Regions from separate parts of the Sus scrofa genome. Here region 1 is linked to region 2. A link is a contact called in public HiChIP or PLAC-seq data. All regions are on one chromosome and are shown on one strand. The core of a region is the stretch at or near the end of the contact, and the rest is flanking DNA. Distances in the headings are between cores, read along the strand shown.

Region 1 (3,843 bases), core at 969-3,468, 120 kb after region 2:
TCATTTTTATAGGTTTTTGGTGTGGTGCCCCTTTTACAGATAATTGGGTTTTAGCCTCTCTTACTTCTGGTGTCTGCCCCCCTTGTGACTGAAGTGAGTATGGGGGCTTGCCGTAGGCTTCCTGATGGGAGGGGCTGATGCCTGCCCACTGGTAGGTGGAGCTGATTCTAATCCCTCTGGTGGGTGGGGCTTAGTCTCTGGATGGGATTAGAGGCTGCTGTGTGCCTGAGGGGTCTTTAGGTGGCCTGTTTACTGAGGGGCGGGGCTGTGATCCCAGCTGGATTTTTGTTTGCCCTGGGGTTTCTCAGTGCTGACTGACGGGTGGGGCCAGATTTTCCCAAAATGGCCACCTCCAGAGAAAGGCAGCTGCTGAATATTCCCGAGAGCTTTGCTCCCAATGTCTCTCCCTCACAACAAGCCACATTCACCCCTGTTTTCCCAGGATGTCCTCCAAGAACTGCAGTCAGATTTGACCCAGATTCCTATGGAGACTTTGCTTTGCCCTGGGACCCAGTGCACATGAAAGTCTGTGTGCACCTTTTAAGAATGGGGTCTCCGTTTCCCCCAGTCCCGTGGAGCTCCTGTGCACCAGCCCCACTGGCCTTCAATGCCAGATGTTCCAGGGGTTCTTTCTCCCAGTGCCAGATCCCCACTCGTGAGAGTTTGATGTGTGGCTCAGAACTCTCACTCCTGTAGGTGAGTCTCTGTGAACCAGTTAGTTTTTAGTCTGTGGGGCTTCCCACCCAGGAGGTATGGGGTTGTTTATATCGTGAAATCGCCCTTCCTTCCTCTTGATGTGGCCTCCTCTTTGTCTTCTGGAGTAGGATGTCTTTTTTAAGGTTTCTGGTCCATTTGAGTGAAGATTGCTCAGCCTTTAGTTGTGAATTTTGTTGTTTTTAGGAGAGAAGTTGAGCTCCAGTCCTTCTATTCTGCCACCTTAATCCCATCTCCACATTTATTTTTAAGTAGAAATAAATTGTGGTGACTTTCTCAGGTCTCTTATTCCAAAGTCCTGAGTTGGGGAATTTGAAGGTGGGGGAGCACACAGCAGCATTTCACAAGCCAGCACTGGGGAAGCTGCTTAGTCCTGGGGATCCTCTATTTCCGTTATTGTCGGTGTAGGCCAAAACATCTTTCTGAGTGCAGGGATTCTTAACGTCAACTGTACACACTAGATAATAACCAGGCGGAAGAGCTGTGGAGCAGGGGGAGGTGTGAGAAAGGGGTGTGGTGCGGGGCTTCCAAACCCTCTCCCAGCAACACATTCCCTGAACCAACTCCTCTCCACCAACCTAGATGCTCCCCGTTTGATAACTTTTTAAAGTTGTTGGCTCTGGGAGGTTGAACTGGAGGCTTAGGTAGTTTGAGGATGAGGCAAATAGCTCAAAAAGTTTACCTCCCTCCCTCCATCATTCTAAGTATAATAGATTTATAAGCACCTCTTTTGAAATGTGAATACCCCTTGAAGGTGTTACATTTATGAGTAATTTCTCCTTTATTATGAATTACTATAGCTAGATAATTTCCTGTCTGCAATCAAGAACATTACGTCAAGAGCCGTGGTCCTGGATGGGGGTGGATGGAGGAAGAACGTAGGATGGTTTTGTAGAGTAGGGAACTCACTACAGGGTGGAAAACTTGTGTGGGGCCAGGAAGTCAAGAGCTTTGTGGATGGGGAAGGATATTAAAGAGAAGGCAGCTGGAGGTGGAATGCATGTCATAAAGTGAAGTGACATGGCGCCAGTCAAAGTCTTGGTGAGTTTAGAACTGGGTCAATGGCTGGTGAAAATAGCTACCTGAATGTGGTTGTGCTGCTTTGCTCCTGGATTGCTTTGGGTATTTACGGTGTGGACTGCCAATATTTTGCTTGCAGAATAAACTCAAGGCACTTCCCTAGATATCCAGCCCTCCCCACTTGAGTGGAGCCCAACTTCATGCTCCTCAATCACCACTGCCCTATCTGAGCTCTCTGTCTTGGTAAAAATTTTCTACCTCCACTCGGTGAGCAGGCCACTTTCCTGAAGGCCTTTATGAGAGGTAGGATCTTCCTCTGAGTCTTCAGGACAACGTTCCCGTGGAGAGAGTCAGGCAGGTTGTCCAACCAATGGCTCCATGTGCCCATTTGCTCCGCTTCTTAAAGAAATGAGGGCTCCCTTCCCTCTGGCAGCTTGTATCCCGTTTCTCAAAGACTTGCCAAGAGCTTGCAGTTGGTGATGTCAGACAAGCCTTTGCACAGCTGGTGTGGCTCCAAGAGTGCTTGGTGCCTATGTTCGGAGAGCTTATCACCTACAAAGTGTTCTCTTATTTGTGCTATGGGAAAATAGGCAACTGGGGGACAGAGGCTCTCCCCTCATAACAAACTCACAGCATGTCCAATTGTATGGCCCTGGCCCTGGTACATTTCTCTGGTACAAAGAGGCTGGAAGACTGCCAGTCTCTCCTTTGCTGCTCCTTGGCTTGTATGTTTGCTCCATAAGCCTGATCTTGAACCCATACCATGTAACAACGTATGTGGTATTTGCCTTTATCTCTCTTATTAGGGTGACTAACCACTTTGATTTGCTCCTGACTGCCCTCTTTTTAGCATTGAATGGTCTTCATCCCAAGAAGCCCTTCCATCTTAGCAGACTAGGACAACTGGTTACTCTAGTAAGGTAGATGAAGAAATGCCACATGACTGGCATCCAATGTGAGTAAAATCTGCCTGTTCTGGTTAGAGTCTTTTGGAAACAGTAGAAGTTATTGGAGCTATCCTCTTTGGGGTGAGAGTGTGTCACCTGGTTGATCCAGGAGGCCCCATGATGGTAGTATGATCATAGGATCTTTGCCTGCAGATCTTAGAAAATCTTGAATGATGGTTCTGCTAGTTCTACCATTAAATAGAAGCTACAGGAGATAAGACTGCTCCTTCACTCCTCTTCCTGAGTTTAGAAGTTATTTTGAGCCCTGCAGATCAGAAAGATGGGAGAACATAGAATGTCTTCCCATTCCCGGTCACCATGGGGAGACCAGGATAGACCAGTCCTTTAGATTTGCTACCTGCTGTTATGCCTTTTTGGGGGAAATCAGGCACATACTGAGGTGAAACTATGTTCAAATAGGAAACTAGGTTCGTTTTGAGCTTTATATAAGTAACAACCAAAAGGCTCTCTGAAAGTCTGAACTATTCATTTCAATGATAGGACCAACAGAAGTGGAATGGTTTCATCCCAGCCCTAACCTTGAGATATGATTCACATGTGTCCACAGAGATTTTCCCAAGACCATACATGCAAAGCAAAATGCCATGTTAAGATAGTATCCATGTTAAGACAGAATCCAGTTTAGCACATGATATGTGAAATTCAAGGACAGCACCAACTCTGACCATAAACCTTTATTTGAGAGAATACTGGGCAGGTGAAAATGAGGAGAATCTTCCCATTGGAACATGTCCTTATCTTTACTCCTTTGACCTGAGAATACCTAAAGATTGGAGTAGTATTTTTGGGAAATAGATGTCCCATCTTAAAATGGAATGTAGAAATATGAGACCTCAAAAAGCAGTGGTTTTGGTGTTCTTTAAATCCACGACAGAAAACAGAGGCAGAAAGAGATACTCTGATCCTGCCTTTGTTACTGCCTTCTGAGTCTAAGTTCAAGCTCAAAGAGTCCCTCTCTTTAGATTTGGTCCTGTTCAAACTAGGGCTGCACTGTTCCCCAGCAGTTTCAGAAAGATTGTGGTACATAAACCTCTCTGTCAGGATTCAGGACAAATACTACTTTTAGTTGAGAACTCTGGGTCACTATTTATGTGAGTGTTTGACCTGTTTGATCAGACTGTATGCATGATTACTTGTCAAA
Region 2 (3,848 bases), core at 738-3,237:
CAGATGTGGACACTGAGGGTCACAGGTTTCACTGGAACAAATCTTTTTTTCTACTAACTCCCTTGTGAGGGTGTGGGCCTAAGAGCATGGTGAGCTTTCTGCCCAGCAGTTCTGCAGATTCTATATGTAAAGTCACCGACGACGAGCAGGGAGAGGTGGGAGGAATATTTGAGCTGATGGAGTGAACAGCACCCGTTCACAGTGGCTTAGAGTTGCTGCGTTTCGTCCAGGTTTGGCCTGGGCTCTCCCTGCGGATGAACTCAGGTCTCCTCTTAGGTGGGGGCCGTTCTCAGAGCATCTGTGTACAGCTGCTGAGCAGGGAAGGGTGAGGTTTGAGGATGATGTAGGTACCTCAGCCCCTCCGAAGCCCACCTGCCGAAAGCCGCTCTAAAATCTCACCATAGGAGCTCCCTGGTTAAGGATCCAGTATTGTCACTGCTGTGGCTTGGGTCACTGCTGTGGCATGGGTTTGATCCCTGGCCGGGGAATTTCCGCATGATAAACAAAGTAAAAATTTCCACCACGTGGTCTCACCTCTGTGTGTTATGGAAACATTTCATCAGACCTGGCATGTCTGAGATACCCTAGGGGTTTGACCAAAAGAAGTCTAGTGAGAATAAATTACACAGAGGCCTGCTTTCATTATTATGGGCCAAAGAAAGGTCATGGATAACCCAGACAGACTTATGCCCTTACCCAGCCACTGTGCAGCGGGAAAAATGCTGGCTATTTCAGCTGTTAGGGACATTGACCTCAGTCCAGCAACCCAGGGAGAGTGAGAGTTGAGAGCAGTCTAATTGAGAGTTGCCGTGGCGGACGCTGATACATCACAATTGTGGTGCCACTGTTTTACCACTAGAGGGCGTGGCAGCCCTTCCGTGGCACAGCCTGGCAGACGCTCAACAGGGCTGGGATCCTTCCATTAGGCTTGTACACAGGTCTTCTGTGTACAGCTAAAACCCAAATAATCGTGGTGGACCGGTTCTTCGTGCGTTGGGATTTGTGGGTAAAGACAAGAAGAGGGCAAAGAATCTGCTGATGTGGCTGTACTCGCTTCTAGTGACTTAGATTAACAGCTTGAAATACGTAGTTGGATTTTGAGTGCACTGTTGCAGGGGAGATGTTTGTTTCTAAATGCTCCTAACAGACTCTGCTTTTGGAAAATGCTTATCATTACATGGATGCCTTCTTGACCAGGGATTGCTTTTCTGAAGGCAGTATGGGGAAAGTGAATGTTCAGGATGAACAATGAAAATCATGTTTAAAGGTCAGTATGTAAATAGCCTCCTAGCATACCTTGTGTGTATCCATTAAGACTTGGGGGAGGGTCAGGGGCTGTGCATGCCTTGTGCAGAAAGAAGACACGGCCGTGAAGGACAGAGTCTTTTCCGATCCCCCGCGTCCCACACCAAACATAAATAAGGTGGTTAGTTTTGGTTAGTAAGTGGGATTCACCATGGATGAAGGCTCATACCAGGGAGGGGCAGAAGCCCCAGTAAATTAGCAAAGCAGAAGTAGTACCTCTTTCGCTTTCGGAGGCGGTTTGGAATTTTAGGTGTATACTTGAAACTATGGTGATTTAGTGCCCTGTAACCTAAGACAGTGTTATTATTAGAGCCCTTCTGATAAGTGCTCTCCCAGAGCAGGTGTATGCCTATTAGACATTAGCAGTGAAGTTCCTTCACTATTGGGTGAATTATTACATATAAAAATAATTATCAACCAGGCAAACTACTTTGCTGCCTGATGTCATCCCACATGGGTACAGGTGTTACACAGCTCTGCCTGGCCCAGCAGGAAAGCCAGATGGGACCAGTGTGTCTGTTACGAAATCACTAACTGCATACCTGACTGACAGGCAGGCAGGTCATTTCTGGGGAAGGTCTCCAGCTGGGCTCAGCTTTGGGAGGAAGCACACAGAGGAAGGAGGGAAGGGAAGCCACCAAGCTGGCCGGTCCTCTCTGGAGGGGGAGGGGTGGCAGGTCACGTGACCTGCAGGCCATCACTGCCTTGTGCTTCCTTGCTGCCATGGCATTTCATTCCACACGCTCCTAAGTCCCAGATCCCCTCCTACGGTTTGTATCACATGTGCTTCTTCTGATTGAATCCAGATGTCCCGAGACGTCAAGGCTGATTTCTCGTGGGGATGTATCTGTACGTGTTTGCGGTCATGCTGTGAGAAGTTAAATGTGTGAGCTGGAAAATGCTATGGGCAGAGAATAATAAAAAGGAAAGTCTTCCTGTTTTCCTGCAGTGGGAACTGACTGTGTAGTCTTAACAGCCTTTTGTACAAATATCTGCAAACCAGATAACTTCCCCATCCAGCGCTTGTTCTTGGAATTGTGTCTAAATACATCCAGCATACAATAAAAAAAATACTGAAATGAATGCCCTGTGTCCTTGCGTATGAGTAAGTGAATAAGTGTGGGTGTCGGTCACAACATGGGAAATGCATCAAGGGGATGTTATTTTCTGGCTGGAATTTTTGGCAAAGTCAACCAGTTCAGCATTTCCTCCGTTTATCCATTCCGTGGATAAAATCACTCTTTAAAATAAGCACAAAACCGTAAGATACCACTTGACACCCATCAGGATGGTTACTATTTAAAAAAGGAAAATAAATGTTGGTAAGGATATGGAGAAATTGTAACTCTGCGCACTGTTGGCGGGAACATAAAACGGGGCAGCTGATATGGAAACTAGTATGGAGATTCCTCCAAAAAAATTAAAAGTAGAATTAGCATATAATCCAGCAATTTTACTTTTGAGTGGACCCCAGAGAACGGAAGGCAGGGTCTCCAGGAGGTATCTTTCCACCCATGTTCACAGCAGTGTTATTCACGATACCCACAAGGTGGAAGCACCCCAAGTGTCCATCAGGGAATGAATGGATGAACAAAATCCAAGCAATGGACTATGCAGCCTTAAAAAGGATGGCAGTTCTGGCCCATGCTACAACACGGATGTGCCTAGAGGACATTATGCTAAGTGAAATAAGCCACTCTCAACGAGTCAAATATTTGATTCCACTTTTTGGGGGTACCAAGAGCAGTCAATCTCAGAGAGCCGGAAAAGAGAATGGTGGCTGCCAGGGACTGGGGGAAAAGGGGAAGGAAGAGTTCCTGTTGAAGGGGTACAGAGTTTAAGGTTTGCAAGCTGCTAAGAGAGTTCTGGAGACTGGCCATATAACACCGTGAATGTACTTCTCATGACTGTGCCCTTGAACGTGGTCAAGATGGTAAGTTGTTTGTGTTTTTTTGGCTGCACCCATGGCACACAAAAATTCCTGGGCCAGAGATCGAACCAGAGCCACAGCGGGACAACACTGGATCCTTAAACGGCTGAGCCATCAAAGAGCTCTGGTAAGTTTGTTGTGTGTATTTTACCAAATTTAGAACAGTCATCAGAATGGCTGTTGTCATCTATAACAAACCTCTTTATTTTAAAGCCACAGCAGCGCCACTGGAGGAAAGGATGCCACTTCAGGAAAAAACCCAGCTCTCTCCCCTCTGTGACCTAGAAACGCCAGACTGCTTCCATGATTTTGTCTCCACGTGACAGGTAAATGCAACTAAATGTCTTGTTCGTGAAAACAGGACTTAACCACTGGCAACGTGTGACCTCTGTCAAGGTCAGAGTGGATGTCAGCCCTGTTTACACGCCAAGGAGCTGCTGACTCTTTAATCTTTTATTCTCAGCTCTTTTTTTTTCATAAACTGCAAGACTCCAAAGTTACCGAGAATGTATGAGTTGGCTAGGGCTGCCCTAACAAAGGCCTGCAAACTGGGTGGCCTCAACAACAAATGGATTCTCTCTCACAGTTTTGGAGGCTAAAGTCCAAGATCAAG

Evidence for each region. HiChIP or PLAC-seq counts read pairs in DNA pulled down with a chosen protein or histone mark.
Region 1: a contact with region 2 is called in an H3K27ac HiChIP or PLAC-seq map of skeletal muscle. The contact joins two enhancer-like sites. A contact is called at or near these places in 1 of 5 promoter capture datasets (liver), 20 of 47 Hi-C or Micro-C datasets (adipose tissue, alveolar macrophages, embryonic fibroblasts and 11 more) and 1 of 2 datasets of contacts at active chromatin or transcription factors (skeletal muscle).

Annotation. Positions count from the first base shown.
Region 1 is chr18:43,104,158-43,108,000 of Sscrofa11.1, forward strand. No RefSeq gene overlaps it. Among named protein-coding and RNA genes, the nearest start is that of PRR15, 79 kb to the right of the region's middle. Within about 2 kb of position 2,219, at least 1 of the 83 cell types and tissues checked has an H3K27ac peak or open chromatin away from gene starts, as enhancers often do. A contact at or near this core is called in skeletal muscle, where this site is marked.
Region 2 is chr18:42,985,539-42,989,386 of Sscrofa11.1, forward strand. SCRN1 (secernin-1) reads left to right here. Exons shown (of 8, transcript XM_021078608.1): 8 at 1-2,388. Among named protein-coding and RNA genes, the nearest start is that of WIPF3, 38 kb to the right of the region's middle. Within about 2 kb of position 1,988, at least 24 of the 83 cell types and tissues checked have an H3K27ac peak or open chromatin away from gene starts, as enhancers often do. A contact at or near this core is called in skeletal muscle, where this site is marked.